2 separate regions of the Pan troglodytes genome follow, and region 1 is linked to region 2. Evidence: chromatin contacts called from public capture Hi-C data. All regions are on one chromosome and are shown on one strand. Each heading gives the region's core, a stretch centred on a gene start, on an enhancer-like site or on the middle of the called end of the contact. The rest is flanking DNA. Distances are from core to core; before and after follow the strand shown. Region 1 has its middle 23 kb from the start of C1QB. Region 2 overlaps EPHB2 (EPH receptor B2).

Region 1 (6,299 bases), core at 809-3,308, 240 kb after region 2:
TTATGTGTGTGTATGTGTGTGACAGTGTATGTCTGTGTGCATGTTTGCGTATATATGTGCATGTGTGTGTGCATGCATGTGTATTTATGTGGTGTGTGTGTGTGTTGTGGTTATGTGTGTGAGGGTTTGTATATCTGTGTGTATGTGTGTGTGCATGTGTTTATGTGTGTCTCAGGGGGGATATGTGTGTGTATGTGGTTATGTGTATATGTGTGTGAGTGTATGTGTGTGTGTGTGTATATGTATGGGTGTGTGCATGTGTATTTGTGTGTGGTGTGTGTGGTTTGTGTGTGTGTGTGCATGTGTGTATGTGTCTCTGTGGAGGGATGTGTGTGTATGTGATTATGTGTGTGTATGTCTGTGTGTATGTGTGTACGTACATGCATGTGTGTGTGCATGTATGTTTGTATTGTGGTGTGTGTGGCTATGTGTGTGTAAGAGTGTGTATGTCTGTGTGTATGTGTGTGCATGTGTGTCTCTGTGGGGGGATATGTGTGTATGTGGTTGTGTGTGTATGTGAGAGTGTATGTCTGTGTGTATGAGTGTGCGTGTGAGTGTATGTGTGCATATGTATGTCCGTGTGTATGTGTGTGTGCATGTATTTGTGGTGAGTGTGGTTATGTGTGGTTGTGTGTGTGTGTATGTGGGGGGTATGTGTGTGCATGTGTGTGTGGGAGTGGGGTGTGTGCATGTGTGGTTATGTGTGTGTGTATGTGTGTGGGGTGTGTGTGTGCATGTGTATGGTTATGTGTGTATGTGTATGTATGCGCGTGTATGTGTGTATATTTGTGTGTGCACACATGTGTGAGTGTATGTATTTGCGTGTGTGCAAACGTGTGTGTGCACATGTGTGTATGTATGTGTGTGTGTGTAGGAGGCAGCATTTGGGCTCTGATGTCCTGGATGCCACCACGCCTGGGCTCTGGGCCTCTCGTGGGTGGGAGGTGGGGCAGCTGGTCGATAGCCACCTCCCTGGGTGGATTCAGCCTGGGCCCCAGCTGCGGCCTCCCACGCATCCATTGCCTCCCTCCCCCTCTCTCCAGCTCCTTCCTTACTCTGCCAAACCAACCCCAACCATGGAAAAAAGGAGTATTTGGGGCCAGCCATTAGTGGGCGGAAACTCTTTGTTTCCTTCTCTTCCTGTTCTGGGATCCATCCTGCTCTGGGCCAAGTAATAACAATAGCAGCTGCCATTATTGGGTGCCTACTGTGTGCCAGGCCTGGAGCTAAAGTCTTTAGCAGATCATCTCATCAAACCCTCAGAACTACGCCCTTCACAGATCCCCAGTTTCCATAGGAGGAAATCGAGGCTCCTGGGGGTGAAGTGACCTGCCTGAGGGCCCATGCTGGGGGCTGGCAGAGCCCAAGCTTGCACATGAGTGATGGGGGTTGGGACCAGAATGCAGAGGAATGGTAGAGCCAGGACTTGATCGGGTCTGTGCTCTTGGGCAATCACCACCGGCCTACAGACCTCAGTTTCCCCATCTGTTAAAAGAGTTGCAGTAAGCAATGGAAATGGTTGTAGAGCCCATGGCATGGAGAGACTCAGCAAACTTCAGCTACGTGGATGAAAGAATTCAGATTCAGCCTCCCGCTGAGATCCCAGCTCTGCCACATCGCAGCTGGGTGACCCTAGGCAAGTGACTTAGCCTTACTGAGCCCCTTTGTAAAATAGGGTGCTTCAAGGAAAAGATAGGGGTGCGTAGAAAGGGCCCCACTGAGCGCCTGGCACAGGAGGAAGGACCTTTGATCCCAGCCCTTCCCTGCCTTTCCCCTTCCCCTTGTAGGGGTGTGGGAAGGGAAGGCGTGGGGCAGGAGGGGATTAGCCCTGGGTCCCCCTCCTGGGGCGGCGCTTTTAACCGTGGTCTCCCCCGGGGATCAGCCCTGCCCCCTCCCAGGCCCCCGGCCAGGCCTGTGTTTGCCGTGGGGATCTGGGCTGGCCCGGGCCCCTGCCTTTCATTCCCGGGCAGCTTTTGCTTGCTTTGCGCGCCGTGGGGCCAGGCGGCGGTTATGCCCGCTCCCCAGGAGCAGATGGGCCGCAGTGGGAAAGCGGGCGGCTGGCCCTAAGAGGATTGGCGGCCTTTCTTCCCACCCTTTGTGACGCTCCCCGAGGGCCGCCAACGCACAGACCACAAAGGCCGCTTGTTTGGCCGCCTCTGGGGGCGCAGGGGTCACAGCTGACAGCGGCGCCCTTGGAGACGGTGGCACCCCAGTGAGCGGCAGAGCCGGGAGCACCTGGATCACCCGGGCTGGGGAAAGACGGGGGAGTCCTTGTCTCCCTCCCACCTCCCAGAATTTCCCAGGGAGCACTGTTGCATGCAGGGGAGAGGTGCTGGGAGTCGGGGGGACTGCTAGGACCGTCCTTTAGAGGGGGCAGGCCCAGAGAGGGTCTGTCTACACGCCCCCATCACCTCACTGAGAGCTCGAGGCCCAGACAGGTCTGTGACTCAGCCAAGTCACACAGCAAGTTAGTCACCAACCAGGACTGACTCCTAGGGTCCCCAGAGCCCAGCAAAGCTCCCCGCCATCTTGGAAATGTGGTCTTCCTTTCCTGCCAGTTTACTCCGCGTAGCTGTGGGGACCAGGAGAATCTGAGAAAGGGAAGGTTGGGGGCAGCAGAAACTGGAGGGACTTAGCAAGAATAGTCCCAGAAGGGGCTTTTGACAATAGTTTGAGGCCAAGCTCCTAGTGAGAGGTGGAAGCTGGGGAGAGGAAAAGGACAAGAATTATGTCACCCATGAGCTTATTTTAAAAAACTGTTGGCTGGGCCCAGTGGCTCATGTCTGTAATTCTAGCCCTTTGGGAGGCCGAGGCACCCGCCTGAGGTCAGGAGTTCGTGAACAGTCTGGCCAACACGGTGAAACCCCGTCTCTACTAAAAATGCAGACAAATCAGCCGGATTTGGCGGCGTGCACCTGTAATCCCAGCTACTCGGGAGGCTGAGGCAGGTGAATTGCTTGAACCCGGGAGGCAGAGGTTGTAGTGAGCCGAGATCGTGCCACTGCACTGCAACCTGGGTGACAGAGTGAGATTCCGTGTCACAAAAAAAAAAAAAAATTGTTGCGTGCCTGCTCTGCGGTGGGTACTGAGAAAATCAGGAGAAATAAGATCAGGCTCAGTGCTTGGGGCCCTCTGTGTACTAGGAAGACAGATTTGTAGGCAACAAGCTCTAGCCCAGTTTCTCAGCCTTGAGAAAGTGACATTTAGGGCAGATAACTCCTGGTTGGGGGCGGTGCTGTGCATTGCAGGAGGTGTTACAGCATCCTTGGCCTCCACCACCAGATCTCAGCAGCATCCCTGTGACCCCAAAAAGGTCTCCAGACATTGTCAAATGTCCCCTGGGGGGATGCCAACCCCGGTTGAGAAACATTGGTCTAGACCATAATCCTGGTCATTTGTTCATTCATTCCACACATGTCAAGTTCATGCCTATTGCATTTGCCTCTTTGAGGAGAGAGTGAAATAGTTAATGCAGGGTTGACATGGGGGTGCGGCTTACCAGGAGGCTCCTAAACAGGTGATATTTGAGCCAGACCTAGAAAGAGATGCTGGGACGGAGAAGATGGGAAAGAGGACATTGTAGGCCGAATTGGCAAAATGGACATTCTGGATTCATTCCTTAGAGGTACTCTGAGGGCCTGCTGTGTGCAGGGCATCTCTGGTGATACCAACAAACTGAGACAGCCCCTTTCCAGCATGCAGAGGCTTTGGGCATGCCGAGAAAGGTCTGCACCCAGTTCAGAGGCTGTGGAGGGATCATAAAGTGCTTCCCAGGGAAGGGGAGACAGGGGCTACATCTTGAGGCTTAGCAGGCAGGAGATGGGCAGGCAGGAGAAGGAAGGAAGAGATGCAGACAGAGGAGGCAGCCCCTGCCCAGGCTGCAGAGCCTGGGAGCCCAAGGCTTTGGGAGAGCTACAAGGAGGCAGCTGGAACCAGGGCATGGCATTCTGACAGTGGAGATGGGGGCATGAAGCTGGAGTGGGAGATGAGGAGAGGGACCTACCTGAAGAGCCTGGACTTGATACTGAGTCACTGGGGAGCTATGGAGGGCATTTGAGTAGAGGCATATTTTTGTTTTAGAAAAATCACTGTGGCAGCGGTGAGAAGATGGTTGGAGTGGGAGATGAGGAGAGGGACCTACCTGAAGAGCCTGGACTTGATACTGAGTCACTGGGGAGCTATGGAGGGCATTTGAGTAGAGGCATATTTTTGTTTTAGAAAAATCACTGTGGCAGCGGTGAGAAGATGGTTGGAGGGGAGCAGGCAAGAGGCAGGGGGACAGTTGCAGTGGTTCAGGAATGAGATCAGGGTGGCTGTGCACAGGGCGTGCAGGGGACAATCCCACAGACACCCGGGAGGTAAAGGCATTAGGATATGGGCTTGAATGTGGGGTTGAGGGAGCTAGAGGAGGCATCTGGGCAGATGATGGGTGTCTAGCAGGGCAGCCCTGAAGTGAATCACCAGATTAGAAACACCAGATAAAAGATTGAGCAGAGAAAGATATGTCCGTGGGTCTCAAAATGAACTGTTTTTGAAACTTTTCCCTTATGCTCATCTTTAAATATTGATAACCAACATTTCTAAAGAGCTTAATGCTCTGTGCCAGGCACTGTTCTAAATGCTTCATGTACATTCGCTCATTGAGTCTTTAAAACAATGCATCGAGGGAGGTGCTTTCCATCATCTCCATTTTGCGGATAAAGAAACTGAAGCACAGAGAAGTAACTTGTCCAAGGTTAACTAGCTAGCAAGTGGCTGAGCCAGGATTTGAACTCAGGCAGTTTGGCTCTAGAGTTTGTGCTGTCTGCTATGCTATACTACCAAAACATAGAGTTTGTTTAAAGCCTCCTTAACTTTGGCTATTTATAAAGTCCTGTAATCTTAATATAAAAGTAAAAAAGCAATGGCATTTTATAGGTTGTGGTGGTGGAATGTAAAAGTGGAATATCATCTTCTGGAATCTCAGGGAGTAGTTGGAAAGTGCCTACCGCCACCTGGTGGCAGTGTACCCCAAGTAGAGCCACGACAAAGGCTAAACCCAGTTTCTTTCAGTATTACTTTATGAAACTCCAGGCCAGGGTGATAAGAACTTACTAGTAATATATACACTACTATTATGAAAAATGTGTCGTCTATGAGGGGGCAGGAAGAAAGAGAGGAGGCTCCCAATGCCCAGGCTGTGCGGTATATACTCTGAGGGACTGTGACTGTGGGTACTCAGGATGAGGTTGCCATGTCCTGTCCAGACCCTCTCACTAGTTCCCTAGACGACCAGCATTAGGCATTTCTGAAACAGCTGGTGGGAGCTAGGGGTGGGGTGGGGTGTTACTCTGCAAACATGGGCTGTACCCATGACCCCGACCTTCTAATCCCAGGGCTTAACTGACTTCATTAACTCCAGGGGGCTTGAGAGAGACCCCTCCCCAAAATCATTATCTGATAAACCATACTCAGAAAAGTCCTATTCCTGGGGGCCATGCCGGAAAACCTCCTGTGTGAAGGCAGGCAACCGGAGGTGATGCTCCTTGGCTGCAAACCCTCCGCTGCGTGAAAGGGCTGGGTCTGCCCCACCCCCTGCCTGCCAAGGGGCAACGAGGGATAAAACTGGGTGAAAGCAGAGCATGCCGGGTAGCCCGGCCAGGAGCTGAGCGGTCCAGCCTCCCACCCCCCACTGTGGTTGCCATGGCAACTGAGGAGGGGAGGGAGGAGGAGAGGAGAGACCACTCGTCCCTCAGACAATGGGAACCTATTCCAGGTCACCCTTGGCCTTATCCTGAGGGACTCGGGGCAGTCAGCAGTTCTGGGCTCTTTGTACCCTGCAGCATGGAGATTTGGGGGCATAGTCCTCTGCTCAGGCCAGGCCGGGGGGCCCCAGAATGGGGGACAGAATCCTCGCCCTTGGAACATCCCAACCTTACCAGAGCTTACCCCTTCCTGGGCTCCCAGATCCCCCAAGATGAAGTTGGGTTCGTTTTCCAAGGGCCCCTCCCCCATGGAATAGTGTGACCTTCTGTTGTGAAGTGAGCAGTGGGCACAGGGAGGAGGCAGCAGCCACTTTGGGGACAGGCCAAATATTTTATGAGTAATTTAATATCTGGAGCACGAACCACTGAGCGGAGAACTCGTCAGCTGCCCGGAGCGAGAGCTGGTCTGGTCCTCATAACGCAGGGGCAGGGGTGGTGGGCTGACAGGGACGGACCTGGGGCCACAGGGAAGTTAACCCTTTCAGGGTCCTGGGATGGAGCTAGGAAGGGGCGAGGCCGTGGACCTGGCGTGCACCAGATCCTGAGCCATGCGGT
Region 2 (6,368 bases), core at 316-2,815:
ACCTCTGCAAGGCAGCTAACAAATGGCAGAGTTGGGATATGAACTCTAAGCCCCTGACAGCAGAGCTGAAACTGTTAAAACAAAACGGGGTGTTCTTAGAACACTTAAAAGCTGCTTTATGTCAACACTCCACCCTAGCCCAGGCCAAATCCGCACCCCAACCCCAGCTCCAGGCCCGGCCCTAGCCTAGCTCCATTCTTAGCCCTGGAAAACTCCTAGTCATACTTCAGAACCCTGCCCCGGGCCTCTGAGAGCTCCTACTTGTTCTCTGGGGAACCTCAGAGGAAAAAGAAATACTGAGTCCAAGTGATAATTTTTACAATTCACATTTATTTTGGGAAAAAAAAAGGTTCTGCTAAAAATACTCCTACAAAGGCATTGGAGTAACAGGGTCAGAGTTGATCTTGGACACAGCTGGTGAGATTTCCTTGGTCACAGCAGTGGGGTCCGGAGGAGCCAGGTCTGACCCACGGCCATCGGAACCCCAGCTGTATCAGTCCCTGACCTCCCAACATTGTCAGGAAAACCCATATTTATGACCACAGGAAACAGGGTTCTGGGAAACCCTGCCAGACAGCCCCATACCCTGGTTGAGAGCTCTGGTCTGCATAGCTCAGGCTGGGGCAGACACTTCAGGAGAAGGAGTGTGCACACTCACTCCCACAGCCCGTGGCTCTGACAGCAGCTCCAGGGAGGCCACGCTCAAAGAGGGTGCCACAGTGCCCCCCCGGGGATCTGGGATTTGACTGGCAAAGGATCTGACAGTGGAGAGGGGCTGAGTGTGTACCACTGGTAGCAGCATAGCATAGTGATTAAGTGGGGGGTGCTGGGGTCAGAGGCCACTTACTGGCTGTGTGACCTGGGAGAGCCACCATGTCACGTCTCTGAGTTTCCTAGTCTGTGGAATGGGAGTAATAATTGTACCTGTCTCACAGAGGTGTGAGGATTAGGCAAGACATTGTGTATAAAAAGTTGGGCACGGTGCCTGGCACATTGCTGGCACTCAAGAAATAGCAGCTATGATTATGATTTGGGGGCTGGGCATGACCAAGTGGTAATTACTCTTCTCTAGAGTCCAAGAAGGCTGGTTGTGAGTGAATGTCCCTGCCTGGCCTATGCTGGGCCAGCCTCAGAGGCTCAACTTGGTGCCCCCTGCCCATCAGAGTCCCTCTCCACAGAGGGGAAAGCGGCCAGGCTGATGACGGAGTGATTCACAGGCACCTCTGCCGTGTGGTCTCCCAGCTCTGGAAGGCAGTGACTAAGATTAGAAAGGTCAAGGGGGGTCTTGGAAGGGGGTGAAGGCTGTGTGCCCATGGAAGCTATGTCCCAAATGTCAGAGGGAAGGCACCTGGCTCTGGAGTTTGCAGCAAGACCCTGTGGTTGTCCAGTGTTAAGACTCTGGCTCTGAATAGGAAGGGGTTCTGCTTCGGAAATATTCCTCAGTGGGGGTCTCCCAAGGCAAATTCCTGGCCCTGCAGCTTCCTTGCTGCAGGGAGGGAAATTCCACCCCAGAAGAGTCCCTCCCCAGACTGAGCCAGTGGGGCCCTGCTTGGTTCCTAGGTCCACCAGCCAGTGGGCACTGTGGCCTGTGTGGGGCTTTACTCAGCTGTAGCCTGGAACAACCAGCCCCTTTTCCCCCCAGGAAGGGCTGATGCATGCAATTCTGCCACTCTACCAGGGAAAGACGTTCCACACCCCACTCAAAAGGAGGGTCTTTGGCCCTTGCCAAGGTGCATCTGTAACTCAGATCCAAGGGATGGGGCTTTTCTTAGTGTCTGTTTTCAGCTGTTTCCCTCCCCATCTCTTTCTCTCTTTCTTGCTCTTTTTTTTTTGTGCTTTTAAAAAAATGCTAGGGCCCACAGGTCTGGGGAACAGCAACGAACAACGAGACTCGAAATTTCAAGAATTAGCAGCATAGAATCATAGTGTGATGGAATCTTAGAAACATGGAATCATTCCATTGGAATCTTAGAATGATGGGGCTTTGCAATCCTAGAATCTTGGAATCTTTCACCTGTGGAACGTTAGAATTCTTGACTCTTGCAGTCTCAGCAGGGCCCCCAAGAGTGTATGTGGTCCTGGCTGTGACCTCCTCCCTCCTCCCTCTCCTGCTCCCTCTCCTTCAACAGGGGCCGTTAGGTCTTGGGTAGAGACAGGGCCTTTGCTCTCTCCCTCCTCCAGGAAAAGCCGTGTCTTGGTCTGGGTAGCCGGGCTTGGTAGTGGTGGTGGGGCATCTGTAGCTCTAGGTCCAGCTGGAGGCCCCACCTGGCCAGGTGTTGAGCGAGCAGGTCTGGTCCATAGCCTTGGGGTCTGTGGGGTCTCCCAGGGTGGCCCTGAGTGGGTTGCTGGGCCCCTCCAAAGTATTAAATTTCTGCTGCTTCTTGTTATATCAGCTTTCTCAAGGCAGCCTTCATGCTGCGAAGCTAAACTCAGACAGACTCTGGGTCTGAGGGTCTTTCTAATTTTCCTGAAAGCTTAGCTCTGTCTGGGCACATTCCTGAGGGTCAGCTCTACCCCCTACTTCATGGGTCCTAATCTGCATCTGGGTTTGGGCATCCTATCTGAAAATGTCCTGCTTTTTCTTAATCCCTGTCTACAGCAGACCCTCTCTCTGCAGACATCAGGGCAGTTTGTTGTGGGGGAAGAGTCAAGTGAGGATTTCCATGTCTGGAGGAATCTCCTGGAGGAGCTTGTCAAAAAATGGAGACTCTTGGGCCCAACCCCAGGGATTCTGATTTAGGGGGTTGGGGTGGCGCCCAGGAGTCTGCAAGTTAAAAAATAAATAGCCCAGGAGATTCTGATACAGGTGGGCGATGGCAAACATTTTGAGAAATCCCAGGAGGTGGGAAGGAAGGACTACAGACAGATGGCCTGGTTGGAATCTTCTGGGAATCACCTCTGGGAATCAGTTTCCTCACTCGTAAAGTGGAGAGGATAATGCTTTGGCACCTGGCATATGGTAAGTATTCAGCGATTATTGCAATCCCTGTGGTTCCAACCTCCTGAGATTAGCCTCCGAGGGGGTGTGCCCGGAGTTGACTCTCTTTCCTGTTATGTGACAAAGGCCAAGTCCTTTTCTGCAGCCAACACTCTGACCTTAGTTTCTCTGAAGGAAAAACTGGCAGCTGCAAGACCATTCTCCACCTTAAGTTTGATGGCAGAAGCCATTTTGCAGAAGGCTGGGTCAAGGCCGCCTGGTGGTGTATTCGCATGCGTGTGTAGCATCACACAGCACAGTGGGGCTCCCTCAACTTCCCTCTGGGTTTCCCCAGGATAACACATTATTGGAAAAGACAGGACCCCAGACTCATTCCAACACGTCTGGGTGATCTCTCCAGGACTAGGGTGACCAGGGCAGGGATGGGTTTCCTGAGCAACTTCTCATGCCCACCCGCACGCCCGCCCCCGCCAGGCTCAGCTCCTTTGGTGTCTGGCAGCTTTCTCCCCACCCCACCCCTGCCACCTCTAGAGAAGCCTGGAGGAAATGGGGTAGACATCAGCCAAATTAAGAATCAGGTAGCACAAGACCCAACCCTGCTGTTCCAAGCAGCTGAAGTGACTCTTTGGATTATCTGCGTCAGTGAGGATGGAAACTGAAGCAGCAGGGCCTGGCTTCTCCTGGAATAAATGAGGGCCGCTCCGGGGGCAATTCCTTCTCGGGGAGAGGAGTAGCTGGGAGGCATCCTGCCCCATCTGATGACTGAACTGGTGCTTCTTCCTAGAACCTGATGCTCACTATGCTACTCTCCTGCTCAAGAACCTGCTGTGGCTGGACTGTACATCACGCCTAAACTGCCTCAACCTCCACTTATATCAACCTTCACTTCCCCCGTTCCACGGGCCCATCCAGACACAACTCCTCACTGTGTTGGACCATTCTGGCAGCTGCGTCTTGGAGTGACCTTTCTTTTGACCTCTGTCATTTTCAAGACAGCCTCTCCATGAAGCCCTCCCTGACAGCCCCAGCCCACTTGAGCTTTCTTTTCTCTTACTGGCCAGCATCAGACACCAACTGTTTCTCGTCACCTAATTGAGCATGGTAGAGGAGACATTGGAAACAGAAAAATCCAAAGCTCATGGCCTTGCTCTGCTCCTTCCTGGCTGTGTTATCCTGAGCAAAGTACTTCATCCCCCTGAGCCTCAGTTTCCCCCAAAATATGCAGGGGGGAATACTCCTTCCTCATGGGACTAAGGTGTATAAGTGTTTTGCACAGCCTGCCTCACCCAGTCCAATGCTCTCATTTTACAGATGGCTCAGTGAGGGGAAGTGTCTCCCCAGATTCACATCCCTAGTGACAGGAGCAGGCTGCTACCCTGCGGTCATGATGCACTTTCCCTAGCATCATGTGGTACCCTGTCTTTTGAATGCATTTACGTTATCTTCCCTAGCAAGTCTTCCAGCCTTTGGTACCATCTTCAAACAACAGGGGCCCTGGAGTGAGCCAGGAGTGGCCCAGGGCCCAGCCCTGGGGTGGGTGATGGTCTGGGGCCTGGGTCCTTCCTGTGCTTCAGTGAGGCAGGAGGATTAACTGGGCAGGGTGGGAGCTCCCAGCCTTTTGGAGATGAGCCCCTGATGGGAGAGGAGTGTGAGGCTAGCGACTGCTCACAAGGTGGTGGCAGAGAAGCCCCTAGATGGTGGCAGGGTGGGGACCAACTAGAGATGATGGGGAAAGTTCAGCTGATGCCATCTGAGTAAGAGGCACTGCTGGTTAGTAAACAGCCATAGCCCTGAGTCCCTTCAGTGTCTCCTACTGCCCCGCCACCCGGGTCCCTGCTCTGAGGCCTCTGGTCCAGCACTCAGGCCATCATCTATTCTGATTGGTCTGCCCGAGTCTTCGCAGTTGATATTTCGGATATCATCCCCCAGGGAGAGGACTGCTGAGCACCAACAATGACCCATTCTGGGGGCTTCGTAGCAGTAGGGGTGCGGGTGGGTAGCATGGCTCTCTCCTACCCAGCCTGGCGCTGCACAGCTCTGCTAGCTGCACCCTCCCAGAGCAGCTGGTCCCCATTTCCACGGTGCCCTGGCCTGTGTTTACAAGGCAGCTTTCTTTCCTGCAGTACCAACTGTGTGCAGAGCAGCCGGAAACTCCCCTAACACTGCTGGGCAGGCGGGGGCTGGCACTTGGGGAGGTTGAGCCAGGAAAGGATTAGTAACCAGGCAGCGGGTGGCTCAGAGCTGTGTGCCTGGGCGAGCGGGTGGTGTAAGTGGAAGGCGCTTGGCAACACGGCCTGCCACTCCCCGCTGAGCAGCAAGCAAGAGGTTGGGGCGGGGCGACTGCCCCGGTAGCGGGTGGGGTGGGTGGGTGGGGGTGGAAGAGATGTGAGCAGCGCCTGTACCCCTGGGACAGTCACAGTGACATCTGTTTGTTACCCTGAAGTGGAGACACAGAGGTCTGGTAGCACCTGTGCTCTGGGAAGCAGGTTTGCAGGGGGCCATGGCCACTGAGGACCTCGGCCCTGGAGGGTGGAGGGGCAGACATGCTGGCTAGTGGTCACCAGCTCAGCGGCTTAGGACAGGAAGCCATCTGACGGGAAGCACCGACTGCCAGCCCCATGTGGGGCCCCAGAACAGTTGGGGGGTGGGCTGGGGAGACAGAACTAATCTAAAGAGCATCAGGGCAGCTCCCGCCAGAAGGTGACCTTGTGTGCCGAGACAGCTGCCACCCGCGCAGGGCACCTTTGGGGCACAAAGTGAAGGCCAGTGGGCCACTGCCGGCCAGTTTGTGGGAAACCTGCCAATGCTTTCCCTGTGGCTCGTCCTGCTGTCCCCATGGGGGGCCCACACTTCTCTCTAATCCCTTCCTTCCCTTTGCAGCTCAGGCTCCCGGAACAGGTGAGTGACAGACGATGGGCTGTGCTGTGCTGGATGTTCACTCTGACCGTGGCGCTTCTAGCTGGCTGCCTGTGGCCCGAATCTTTCTCACTGGCCATCTCCTCGGATCTGGGAAAGGTCCCGAGAGGTAGTCTCCTTGGCTCCCCTTCCTCAGTCAGACCCGATATCCATGGCACATCCATCTCCCTGCCTCCTCCTGCCACGTGGACAATTCTGATTTTAATGTGAGCAAGAGCTCATTTGCACAGAGAAAACCAGAGTTGGCTGTGCCTGGGGGTCCATGAGCACTCTAAGACCCTCACGTTCCCACTGTGACAGCTCACCTGACACCCAGACCCTCTTCCGAGTGCACTCTCGTCAATTCTCTGCTACTTATGTACCTGCAGGGGCTCACCCTGATTCCCAGGGCATCGAAGGCTGAGTTCTGAGCCACTTCCAACTCACTTCCTTTGTTGCCTGTGCTTTTGACAAGCCAGGGCCAGAAAGGCCACGTGGAGCTGTCGTTCTCCATGTGTTTTCTCTGCCCTGGGCT

The links. Capture Hi-C pulls out chosen DNA fragments and counts their contacts.
Region 1: a capture Hi-C map of stem cell-derived neural stem cells shows a contact between it and region 2, with 3 times the contacts expected there. The contact joins two enhancer-like sites. A contact is called at or near these places in 4 of 7 Hi-C or Micro-C datasets (blood, induced pluripotent stem cells and stem cell-derived neural progenitor cells) and 1 of 1 other capture datasets (stem cell-derived neural stem cells).

What each region holds. Positions count from the first base shown.
Region 1 is chr1:208,341,198-208,347,496 of NHGRI_mPanTro3-v2.0_pri, forward strand. No RefSeq gene overlaps it. Among named protein-coding and RNA genes, the nearest start is that of C1QB, 23 kb to the right of the region's middle. Within about 2 kb of position 2,059, at least 6 of the 24 cell types and tissues checked have an H3K27ac peak or open chromatin away from gene starts, as enhancers often do. A contact at or near this core is called in stem cell-derived neural stem cells, where this site is marked.
Region 2 is chr1:208,099,381-208,105,748 of NHGRI_mPanTro3-v2.0_pri, forward strand. EPHB2 (EPH receptor B2) reads right to left here. Exons shown (of 17, transcript XM_063804398.1): 17 at 311-6,368. Among named protein-coding and RNA genes, the nearest start is that of LACTBL1, 54 kb to the left of the region's middle. Within about 2 kb of position 1,566, at least 1 of the 24 cell types and tissues checked has an H3K27ac peak or open chromatin away from gene starts, as enhancers often do. A contact at or near this core is called in stem cell-derived neural stem cells, where this site is marked.